2 separate regions of the Canis lupus genome follow, and region 1 is linked to region 2. The links are chromatin contacts, called in public Hi-C maps. All regions are on one chromosome and are shown on one strand. The core of a region is the stretch at or near the end of the contact, and the rest is flanking DNA. Distances in the headings are between cores, read along the strand shown.

Region 1 (6,254 bases), core at 1,216-3,715, 180 kb before region 2:
TTCAGCAAAGACTTAGAAAACCAAAATTGTGCAGATGATCAGTACAAATTCCTAAAGACAATCCTGTTCCTTATTAAGAGTACTGATTTTTCCACCCTTATGATACTCCCCAGCTCCTCTCCCTATCTTTCCCTATGAACTCACACAAATAGTACATATTCAGTTAAAGCAAATAATTCAGAGGTTAAAGAGAAAGGAGAATTGAAAAAAGAAAATGCTTGAGATGACCAAATATTCACTTTATCCTATTTCTAATCAGGGAATTCAATAATCAACTATCTACCAGGGCACCTGGGGGGCTCAGTGATTGAATGTCTGCCTTTGGCTCAGGGCATGATCCTGGGGTCCTGGGATCGAATTGCTTCTTCCTCTGCCTAGGTCTCTGCCTCTCTGTGTCTCTCATGAATAAGTAAATAAAGTCTTTTTAAAAAAGAAAAAAAAAAAAATCAAACCTCTACCATCCCTAAGAGAGGAAGGTACATTTCAACTATGCCTGATGATATTATTGGAAAAATGGGCAGATTTTGAAAATGGACTATGCATTATAATACTTTATCAATACTAAATTTCCTAAATTTGGTAATTATATTGTACTTATGTAAGAGATGTTCTTGTCTTTAGGAAATATGCTTATTTAGTATAAAGACTCATTCTATCTGCAACTAACTCTCAGATGGTTCAGGAATTTAAAAAAAAATGATGTGTCTATATAGACAGTGGGAGTGAAACACCAAATGTAGCAAAATATTAGTAACCAGTGAATCTTGATAGCAATTTGTGAATCTGGGAGTTCTTTGTATTTCTCTCGTGACTTCTCTATAAATTAGAAGTGGTTTCAAAATAAAGAGTACAAAAAATTAAAAATAAATTTCAAAATCCATAATGGTCTGGGAAGGAGGTATGTTTTATAGGAAAATCAATTCATCAAAAAGACTCAGGAGGAAAAAACACATTGTTTATATAATATAGCAATAAATCAGGTTAAGGTTAACTTAGTGAACTGTAGTTAATATGCATTATGAGATAAGGGTACTAAAAGAAAACTGTAGGAATTCACTGTGGCATTAAAATCCATTTCCTCTCCTCTGACCCTTCCTACTGGACCCCCCCACCCCCCGCCTCCACACCCACTCCAATTAGGAAAAATATAAATCCATTAGGAAGAGAAAAAGGCAATTGCTTTTCATTTACCTTTTCTCTCACATTTTCAAATTCTGACTACCACCTTCTAGGCAGTGGAGTTAGAGCTTACCTCAAATCCCTTCCTGCCAGCAACTGACTGGAAGTATAAAAATTTCAGAAAAAAAAGTTTTTTATTCTTCCAATATTATCAATTTAAAAAAATATTTAATTTATTTATCCATGAGAGACACAGAGAGAGGGACAGAGACATAGGAAGAGGGAGAAGCAGGCTCCCTGCGGGGAGCCCAGTGTGGGACTCCTTCCCAGGACCCGGGGATCACAGCTAAACCAAAGGCAGATGCTCAGTCACTGAGCCACTCAGGTGCCCCTATTCATCAGTTTTTTAAAAACATCTGTTAAGTACCATAATACGTAAAGCACTGCGGGAACTGGGAATGAGGAGTTATATAATGAAGGAACAAGGAAACACATAAAATATCAGATAGTGACATGCCCTTTGTTGTAAAACAGAAAAGCATTATAGAGTGGTAAAGTTACTCTAAGTTGGTTGACCAGTTACTTTGAATTGGTTAGATGGAGACCTGCAGGACAGAAAGCCAGTCCCACAGAAAACCTAGGCAGAAGCTAGAGTAGCACTTTGCAAAAGAAGTATAATGGGAGCCATGTAGGTAATTTAAACTTTTGTAATGACTTCACTGACTAAAGGTAAAAATAAATGAACTCAATTTCAATAAAATATTTTATCTCAGCCACTATATTATATCCAAAGAATCATCATAGACATGTATTCAATATAAAAATATAAAAATTATCAGCAAGGTATTTGACTTTCATACTAAGTCTCTGAAATTTGGGGTGTACTTTACACACACAGCATATCTCAATTCAGAGTAGCCACATTTCAAGTGCTCAACAGCCGCATACAGTTAGTGGCTGCCTTGCTGGCTAGCACAGTGCTAAAGTGTACTGAGCACAGAGGAAGGTAATACATGATGAGGTGGAGAGAAAGTCAGGGACGAGGTCATACAGAGCTTCTACCGCAGGGTAGAGCTGGAGTTCATTCTCATTGAAATGAGGATGGTTTACTTTGTTTTTCTGTTTTTTATTTTTATTTTTTTTAAGATTTTATTTATTTGACAGAGAGCACAAGCAGGGGGAACAGCCCAGAGAGGGAGAAGAAGCAGGCTCCCTGGCTGAGCAAGGAGCCCAAAGAGGGGGCTCTGAGATCACGACCTGAGCCAAAGGCACTTAACCCACTGAGCCGTCCAGGCACTCTTGGATTGCAGTGTTTTTAACAGAAAAGTAACACAATTGTATTTATGTTTCAAAAAGGTCACTACAGCTGCTCTGTGGTGACTGGTCTGGGGGGCAGCAGTAGAACAGGGAGACACACAGGGGACTGCTTCAGTAGTGCAGGTAAAAGAGAATAGTGGCTAGGATTATAGCGGTAAGAATGGATGGGGAGAGAAATGATATATTTGGATAGGTTTTGAAAGGAGAGTCAACAGACCTGGAGGGCTGTGAAAGGAGAGAAAAGCAGCAAGAAAAATTGAGGTATTTGTTGTGGGTGTAACAGGGAGCCGTGCTTGCCCTGAAGCACTGTGAATTTTTTTTTTTTTTTAAGATTTATTTATTTATTCATGAGAGGCACAGAGAGAGGCAGAGACATAGGCAGAGGGAGAAGCAGGCTCCTCACAGGGAGCCCGATGTGGGACTTGATCCCGGATCCCTGGATCACCCTCTGAGCCAAAAGCAGATGCTAAACCGCTTAGCCACCCAGGCATCCCTGAAGCACTGTGAATTATGTCACAATACGAACAGATAAAACAATTCTAACTGATAAGTAAATAATTACATCATTTATTTAATGATAAAACATTTTCTACAAAACCTGGCTTCTCAGTTTTTTAGGGTAAAACACCTTTCCAATGATATTATAGATTTTTTTTCAAATTTAAACAAGCAGAATTCAAGAAAATAGCTGCAAGTTTAAAATGGTAGGGAAGGTGGTTCTATTTATTCACTTTAAATCAAACAATCTCAAGGGCACCTGGGTGGCTCAGTCAGTTAAGCATCTGCCTTCAGCTCAGGTCATGATCTGGGGTCCTGGAAATCCTGTTCCACATCTGACTCCAGGCTCAATGGGAAGTCTGCTTCTCCCTCTGCCCCTATCCCTTTGCTCGTGTTCTCTCTCAAATTAATAAATTAAAAAAAAAAAATCAAAGAATTTCAGAGCTGTGAAGGAAACTATAAATTAACCATCTGGTCTCATCCCAGACAGAGTACATTGGAGGAAATGGAGACTTAAGAGAAGATAAGGAATGTCCAAAGTTACATCTGTTAAAACATCTGTTAAGTACCATAATATGTAAAGCACTGTGGGAGGAAATCAGAAAAAGGATCTAGTTAAGCCAGATGCACCGAATTTGGGAATGTATTTTTCATCTCTATAAACACATTGCCTACCATAATGCCTGGAATATTGTAGGGACCAAAAGTTTGTTTAAAAAGAGAGGAAGAACAGAAACAAATGCAAATAAAATCGGGTCTGTCTCCTAATTTCCAATCCAATGCTCTAATCCTTCAGTGGCTCTTTAGAAATAAGAAATAAGACCAGATAGATAGATGGATAGATATTTAATATAGACATTTCAACAGCAACTTTAAAGTCAAAAAATGCCACTGAATAGTACATAATGAATCTGGATCTAATCTGAACCCATCTTTGGCATTAATGATCATAGGAAATCTCTAATTCTGTAAATGTAATATACTGACCGAACGGCTAGAAGATGTTTTTAACACTTTATTATTGAACATCTCAGAAAAATGTCCTTTCACATAGCGTCTGCCAAAAGAACACTCAGTAAAGTCCTGAGTTAGGAGCTCATAATGAATTCTTGAGAAATACCAAGACATAAACCAATCATTCCTAAGACGATTTTATAAAGCCTGAAATCAGTAATACTCAATTTGGCTGAATCAATGCTAATTTCTAGACTACAAGTCACTAAAATCATGTTATAATACTAATGCAATTTTAAGTTAAGCTGCTTTTGACTCATTTAAGACAAATGTTTTCCAGTAGCCGAAAAGAGAATTGCTTCCAGGCCTGATGTTGCATAATACAAGACGTTTAGGCTAAAAAAGCAGTTATTTAGATCCTTCTGGGTTGACAAGTGTTTTTCTTGGCACTTCCCAGTTCTCACAATAACAAGTCTTAGACCTGGAACTGGGATCCCTGGGTGGCGCAGCAGTTTGGCGCCTGCCTTTGGCCCAGGGCACGATCCTGGAGACCCGGGATCGAATCCCACGTCGGGCTCCCGGTGCATGGAGCCTGCTTCTCCCTCTGCCTGTGTCTCTGCCTCTCTCTCTCACTGTGTGCCTATCATAAATAAAAAAAGAAAAGAAAAAGGAAAGAAAGAAAAAAAAGATCTGGAACTGCTGTGGTTTTCTATCCCATTTTTAATAACGGGAGATACAAAAGAGCTACCAACTAGCATAAAATTAAAGGCCTAACCTTTGAGTAGCATCTAATGCCTACACCTTCCAAAAGGCCTGATCTAGGTTATGTAGCTAAATTGTGAGAGGGATAAATTTTCCATAGTCACACAGGGGCAGACCTTGGCATTGCAAGGCTTAGAGCAAAGATCTCGGCTCTCTGAATTTAGATAGAAAAGGAAACTGCACGAGTCAGGGCTGAACTAATGTTTACTAAGTGACCACACCCCTCCTATCATCACTTTTCTAGTTCATGGCCACACAATAAAGGAGAAAATTATCAGCTTATAGAATAAGGCATCAATATCTTTCTTTACGTACTTAAACTACCTTGGGTTTTCAGGCATAAATTCTGTGGAAGGCAAATAAGTCAATTTGCATATTGCCAGAAAATTAGAAAGCAGAAGTACTACACTGTTGCTATTTTTAATATGAGAAAGAAGAGAAAGGATAAAAGCAATCAGAAGGAACTCGGATGATATGTAGTGCATAGAATGGGTACGTGGAGGATTAAACAAAGGAATCAAAATGATCTTACAGAACAATCTTGCTCTTTAAGGAGCTTTTCAGATTTTTAGTAGAATTTAACTAAAGAAAACATTTTTTCTTTCATAGTTTATTCTTTCTACAAACTAAAAACGGAACTATCAAAACTAATTTACATTTATTTCTATTCTTTCCACGTTTGTTCAGAGAAATAGACGAACACCAGTCTGCCTTTGTCCCAGTGAGTTCTGGTTCTGACATAAAGCACACCAGGCCTGAAGGAGCTTAAAAGTCAACCAGACTTAAACAGACCAGATATCCCAAATACACATTTTATTTACACTCTGAGCCCAATTTAATCTGCTTCCTTCCACATCCTTAATTATTGAAGAAAATGGCATAGCAATTAAATGCCTTTATTCTTCAAGCTGAATGTTTTCCCTCTCCTCTCAATGTTTTATTATTCTACAAGCAGTAAATAATGTAAGCCAAGTGACAGCAGAAAGATTATACATTACAGCTTTAGAGGTCTATTTTTTTCCAATGTCCAAATTTAATGAAGTGATTTTAATGAAGACCTGACCTGAAGGTAGTTACCATAGTTTAAATGTGCTCATTACGATGACAATTTTCTTCACTGAATCCCTAAAGAATCTCTTTGGAATCCTTAGATTACAGAAAGAAGCCCCTTTATTTAAAATAGGTATTATTTAATTCAATGTACATCAGGAAACGTGATTTCATATACAGAATAAAAAGGTTTTGGCTGAGAATAGTTAAGGATCTTTGGCTCTGCCTAAGTTATTTAAACCATGACCTTTCCTTACCTCTAAATCGAAAGCCTGCATGAGATGGTCCTTCAAATTCTTCCCAACCCCAAAATTTGTTGAATCCAGGTACCAAATGATAGCATCTTTCATTAAAAGTAGAGAAAAAACTCATTTTGCCTGTAATCTAGTTTTCTTTACTACCTTTCTACCATATTGGCCATATTTGAGGGGGGAAAGGGTTTATTTGCCATCTACCCTGTCCAGACTATTTGTAGATCCTAATATGAGAACATCAAATTTAATTTGTGACATCTATGTCTGGTTGCAGAAATACTTTAATACCCAAGTTCAGCT
Region 2 (6,428 bases), core at 1,158-3,657:
TCATCATCATCATTTTAAGGGGCCCGAGAGATTATATAATACACTCTAAACTGCTCTGTGGAGTCCTAGGATGTGTAAGGAGCCTCATAGTAAGAGTAGGGATTGGGGTATATATAGTACTTTGGGCCCTTACACTCCACTTAAACTGATGACCTTCTGATTTTATTTGATGTACATACTGGGTCTTCTGAATATAATTATTGCTGAAATAAAAAGAATACTAAAGCTAAAAAGACATTTGAAAATCACTGAGTAACCTAACTTCTTTCCAATACCTCTCAGACATGTAGTTATATAATTCCTTCCAGAATGCCAGAGAGCTCACGCTCATAAGAGGAAGTCAGTTCTGTTATTGGATAGTTTCTGATATTGGATAGTTGATATAGAGTTCTATCCTGGAAGTTAGGGAATATTATTTGTCCTAAGGTCATTATCTGTACTCAGTAAACATTGTAGCATTAACTTCCAAATTCTAAGTATCCACAACAACTTCCAGTTCCCCTGTTTTTCTTGTAACTGGGAGGAGTTTAAATATGTGTATACCAGGGGCTGCTGGGTGGCTTAATCAGTTAAGCATCTGCCTTTGTCTCAGGTCATGATCCTGGGATTGAGCCCCACATTGGGCTCCCAGCTCTGTGGGGAGTCACTTCTCCCTCTCCCTGCTTATGTTCTCTGTCTCTCTCAAATATGTAAAATCTAAAAAAACAAAAAAAATACATACGCACACACACACGCACAGTTGTTTTCATACATAATCAAAAGATAGATGGAGTCACAACTCTGTTTTCAAGAAAAAGTCGTAGGTATTAAGATATTTTACTGAATTATAAACAATTATAATAAACATGTTTAGATACTCCTTTTGGAATATAATTCTAATAATGGGACATTGTTTGCTTTCTGATTCTAAGCATTTGTGGTTTGAAGTTGATTTTTTGACTTAGCTAGCCTCAAAGGGCTTAGGCTAGAATATTTTCAAAAGTTTGTAAAGCACTGAAAGTCTGCTTCAAGTTGTTGGGGGTATTGTTATTTTACAGACAACTTTTTCTTGTTTTTTTGTCTCTCCAGCTACATTATTGAGCAGGGAGTTTGTTATTTGGTTTTGTGTGAAGCTGCCTTCCCTAAGAAATTGGCTTTTGCCTACCTGGAAGATTTGCACTCAGAGTTTGATGAACAGCATGGGAAGAAGGTGCCCACTGTGTCTAGGCCCTATTCCTTTATTGAGTTCGGTAAGTTTTTGCTCTTTATATCAAGAGAGCAAACGATAAGAAGAAGCTGTTTGTTACATTGATAATAATTTTGTCACTTTTTTTCCCTGATGTTTTCTTACTGAAGTTTTGGATTCTGTCTCTTCCATTTCATCTCTTTTTGTCTTTTGAATGAATGAGACTTTTTCTCCTAAGTAATTTTCTCTGGTCTTTTGATTTTCTTAGAACTTGTTGCCATTTGATCTTTTTTATGATTGATTTGATTAGTCATCAGAACTATTCCCAAAGATCTGCTTGACTGGTGTATAGTAGCTGAGCCCACCCCCTGCCCTGCCCAGTAAGGTTCATTTTCTGGAGATCAGAATTTGGAAATCAGAAAGAAGGTATTTTGTTTCTTGTAGATCCTCTAATTAAAAAAAAAAACAAAAACAAAACTGGAAGAGGTATGGTATTACGGGTGGATAACATTTATTACATGCAGAAATAGTGAGCGTGGATGTCCATCCATGTATGTACAATAATTACGGAAAGATTCATCATCAGTAAAGCATCTAATGTTAAGAAATCAAAGGAAATGTCTTGGGTACCCTAAGTAGAGAAGTGAGAGTATGTATGATTAGACTACATTACTGATATTTTTAGTTAAAAAAGAAATGCATTTTACTGTATCCGAATTTCTGAAGTGTTTCCAGTTTGCTTGATAAATGGTCATCTTACTTTTAGAAATAAAATTTAGCAAAATACTCCAGTGTTTCATAATAAACTCTTCAAGTGCCAATTTTTATAATGTCTGCTTTTTCAGGTTTTATTTTTAAAGATAATAAGGGTCCAGTAAACCCAAGAAAAAAAATAAAATAAGACTACTATATCAAGATCACACAGGGAATAGTTGGTACACTCAAATTAGCTTAAAGAATTATATACAAAGATGAATGGGGTATAGGTGAACTACAAGGTACTGTAATCTGAGATCAGTAACAGTGTAATTGTTTTCATCCCTAGGCCTGAGGGGATAAGAGAAAGGAGCAGTTTCTAGAACTGCAAAGGAGAAAAAGGAGAGGGCCAACTTGAGAGGAGTAGTAACCTCTGGTTGGAGAGTTACTGCCAGGCCAGGGTGACTTATCAGGGAGAGGGTGGGGAATAAAAATCCTAACGTCACTATCCGCTCTCATGTCTTACCCTTGGAGTTCCCCCATTGGCTGAACCTAAGTGGAAGCTCCAAGGCAAGGAGCCGACCATGTAGTACATGTAGGTCAGCTTCCCAAAGTAGAAAGTGTGGTGCAGAAGGGTGGAGAGGAGGTCTAAAGAGGCAAATGAAAGGTATCTAACTCATATAACTCATATAAAGGATTTTTGCCAAAAACTGAAAATATAATCTTTAATAATAAGTCATTCTTTTTACAGTTTTGAGAAATACAGACATGGGCTAATCATGAATAAAACTACAGTTTTATAGTGGGATTTTGCTTTACCTGAAGCTTAAGAACAGAGTGAAATTAGGAATGTATGTTAAAGAAAATACTTGAGGACAATATTTTTCCCGCTTTTGATGATAGAATAAGGCTTGCCATGTTAACCTGTAGTGATGCGAGATTATTGCCAGTATCCTTTTCAGGGAATGTAAAGCATTAAGTAGTAAAACCCTAAGGATCCTCGGAACATGGTTTGAAAATCTCTGCTTTCACGAAAGGCTTACTACAATGGGGCCTAATTTCTCTAAGGACCTTGAGAGCAGACTTCTCATTTGAACGTATGCAGAGGACATTTCTCCTGAATGGTCATCTATCTCCATTTTACAGATGAAGAAATCAAAACTCAAATTTTGATGCTCATTCAAGAGCTTGGTTAGCCATGGACCATTGGCAGATCCAGGACTAAGCTCAGAACTTCCCGATCCCTGCAATACTTTGATGGACACAGTTGTTCATGGTCACTTTTCTTCATTATCCCAGATACCTACATTCAGAAAACCAAGAAGCTCTACATTGACAGCCGTGCTCGGAGAAACCTAGGCTCCATCAACACTGAATTGCAAGATGTGCAGAGGATCATGGTGGCCAATATTGAAGAAGTGTTACAACGGGGAGAAGCACTCTCAGGTGTGTAAAGCATTACGAGTCCTTCCTGTAGGCAAGGATAGCTTATTTGGGGATACTTTTTTTGCTGTTAGACTCTCATCCAGTACTGTTAAACATTTTATCTCGTAGAGATAGATTACATTACAAAACTTCCAGTGTGGTATTATTTTTTTCCCTAGTGTGATTAGTTTCTGTTGAGTTGGAATGGTGAGAAGGTCTTATTCCATATTAGAAGCAATTACTGCTTCCAAGATATTTACAACATTAAGTAAATATTTACAGAAACACATAAGTTAAGGGAAATGAAGAATGAGAGGAAATTGTCAAAGATTTATTGCAGTGGTTTCCTGACTAGTCACTTTGGGAGACATTATTGCTGCCAGATCAAATGTCATAAAATGCCATTTTTATCAAGGCATTCCTCTTCTGAAAAACTTTTAAAATCTGTGACCACAAGATAAGATCTAGTTTGATTTCAACTTTTATTCTTATTGCATGTTTGTAATGTGCAAGATACTATGTTCTCTCTGTCGTGGAAGATTTCAAACTTCTTTCATGCTCTGTGGCTCCCAAACATTCCGCCTCAGCTGGGTCAGCTTCCTCACCATCCTGGACCTGTTCTTTAAGATCCAGATAAGAACTGCCTCTTCAAAGATGCCTTCCCTGATTCTAGTAGCCCACATCACATTAATCTCTTTTGTCCTTTAAACTCTTTAAGACACTTAGCTAGGTAATGGTTTTTGAAGCACATACTGGGTATTTGTGCATGTATGTGTTTGGTGTACTTTCCTAATTTGCCTTAAAATATATATATTTGCCTAATGTTTAAATATCACCTAAGTGTTTACTGTACTCTTTAAATGTAGTATTTACGTATTTTGTATCTGTTTCATATACTTCTTTTGTTGTTCTCACAGTAATGCTTTAATGAGTATTTCATGAACGCAACGTTGTGATGTCATTCATGAGTAAATGGGTTTTCCTTTATTACAAACTACAAATTGTAACCTCTATGTCACTAGTCAGCAGTTGTCCCAGCTTCATACTCTTTAAACATCAAATGTTAGATGAGTGAGTCTGTAAATTTTCATCATAACAGACTTAACAGTTTCTACCTGGGATAAAAGAGACGAGAGCAGTTTTTCTTTGATTTCAAATTTATATAATCATTTTATCAAAAGTGTAAAAGGATTCTCATCTAGTGCTTTGCTGGTTACTTCAAAGCTGATGTACTGATGGGAAAAGAAGACCGTTGACCTTTGAACAGTATGGGGGTTAGGGGCTCCACATACAACATTTGACTTCCCCAAAACTTAATTACTAATAGCCAGCTGTTGACTAAAAGCTTTTCCCTTAGCAGTCAGTTAACATGTTATTTTGTACATAATATGTAAACAGTTAACATGTTATTTTGTACGTTACACATATTATATATTGTATTCTTACAATAAAGTAAGTTAGAGAAAAAAATGTCATTAAAATCATAAGGAAGAGAAAACATCTATGGTATTCCCTCAAAAAAAAAATCTGTATAAGGGAATGCACACAGTTCAAACCCATGTTTAAGGGTCAGTTGTACATTTCTTTAATCTTTATTTTTATTTATTTATTTATTTATTTATTTATTTATTTTATTTATGATAGTCACACAGAGAGAGAGAGAGAGGCAGAGACATAGGCAGAAGGAGAAGCAGGCTCCATGCACCGGGAGCCCGACGTGGGATTCGATCCCGGGTCTCCAGGATCGCGCCCTGGGCCAAAGGCAGGCGCCAAACCACTGCGCCACCCAGGGATCCCTTCTTTAATCTTTAGTAGCTTCATCTAATTGGAAAGATAAGAAACATTGTCATTGTCACAGAGTAATTTATAGTATAAGGGTACAGACATCAACTGAACACTTACTTTGTGTTAGGCAATATGGTAATGGGACTTTATTTTTTTTTAAGATTTTATTTATGTGAGAGAGAAAAAGAGAGTGAAAGCACAAGCTGGGAGAGGGGCAGAGGGAGAGAGAGAATCTTAGGCAGACTCCGTGCTGAGCGCAGTTTGACACGGGACATGATCCCAGAACCCTGAGATCATGACCTGAACCAAAATGGAGAGTTAGATGCTTATCCTACCCAGGTGCTCCAGAGGGACTTTATACATACATCTTACTTATGCTTTAGGGTAATCCCTTGTAAATTAGGTGGTATCAAACCAGTTTTACAGATAAAGCAGAGACTCGGAAAAGTTAAGTAGTTTACTTTGAGTCACACTGCTATTGCCTAGAACCCATGGCCTCTCCAAGTCTTTGTCCATCTTCAGTGTGATAGTTTTAAATAGATATATAAACAATAAGAGCTGTAAGATGTAGCGGGAAGTAGATAAAGTGAACTGGGAAGATTTCTTGAATTTGGATAGATCAAAAAAAAGTTAAGAGTGGGATTTTAAGAGGGAGTAAGAAAAAGCACATCTGAACAGAGCACATCTGAAGATAGTGAGATTAGCTTACCTCAAAAAATATTTTCTTCCTCTTTTTGACTTCTTCATAATAAGAATCCATCTTACATGCCTTCTTTCTCTTTCTAATTTTTTTTTAAGATTTATTTATGTGACAGCAAGTGAGTACAGATGGGGAGGGGCAAAGGGAGAAGGAGAGAGAGTCCCCAGTGGACTCTATGCTGAGCGCAGAGTCTGCTATGGGGCTTAATTCAAGGACCCTGAGATCAGGACCTGAGCTGAAACCCAAGAGTCAGTTGCCCAACCAACTGCACCACTCAGATGCCCTCCTAGTTTATTTTTAAGACTGATTTATGTATGTATGTATGTATGTATGTATGAGAGAGAGAGTGTCTGAGTAGGGAGGAGTGCCAGAGGGAAAAGCAGAGTCTTAAGCAGACTCCCTGCTGAGCACGGAGCCCAACATGGGCCTCCATCTCACAACCCCGAGGCCATGACCTGAGCCAAAACAAGAGTTAGATGTGCAACCACCTGTGCCACCCAGGTGTCCGTTTTTTCATTTTTAGTTTTATAGCTAGCCTGCCTTGCATTTAGGACTCAAAAGTAGTCCCTGTGGATTCTTTCAGCAATATGAAATGATGCCTATTTTTATTGCGTAAAATACCTGTTTCTTTTAAGTTATGGGTTTTGTTTTTTCATT

The links. A called contact is a pair of places that touch in the nucleus more often than the background predicts.
Region 1: a Hi-C map of blood shows a contact between it and region 2, with 2.7 times the contacts expected there. The contact joins two enhancer-like sites. A contact is called at or near these places in 2 of 9 Hi-C or Micro-C datasets (blood and skin fibroblasts).

Annotation. Positions count from the first base shown.
Region 1 is chr17:57,865,017-57,871,270 of UU_Cfam_GSD_1.0, reverse strand. All of the region lies in intron 8 of PDE4DIPP2 (myomegalin), which reads right to left. Among named protein-coding and RNA genes, the nearest start is that of PDE4DIPP2, 150 kb to the right of the region's middle. Within about 2 kb of position 2,465, at least 2 of the 20 cell types and tissues checked have an H3K27ac peak or open chromatin away from gene starts, as enhancers often do.
Region 2 is chr17:57,686,785-57,693,212 of UU_Cfam_GSD_1.0, reverse strand. It overlaps SEC22B (vesicle-trafficking protein SEC22b), which reads left to right. Exons shown (of 5, transcript XM_038561935.1): 3 at 1,069-1,229; 4 at 3,161-3,307. Among named protein-coding and RNA genes, the nearest start is that of SEC22B, 14 kb to the left of the region's middle. Within about 2 kb of position 2,407, at least 2 of the 20 cell types and tissues checked have an H3K27ac peak or open chromatin away from gene starts, as enhancers often do.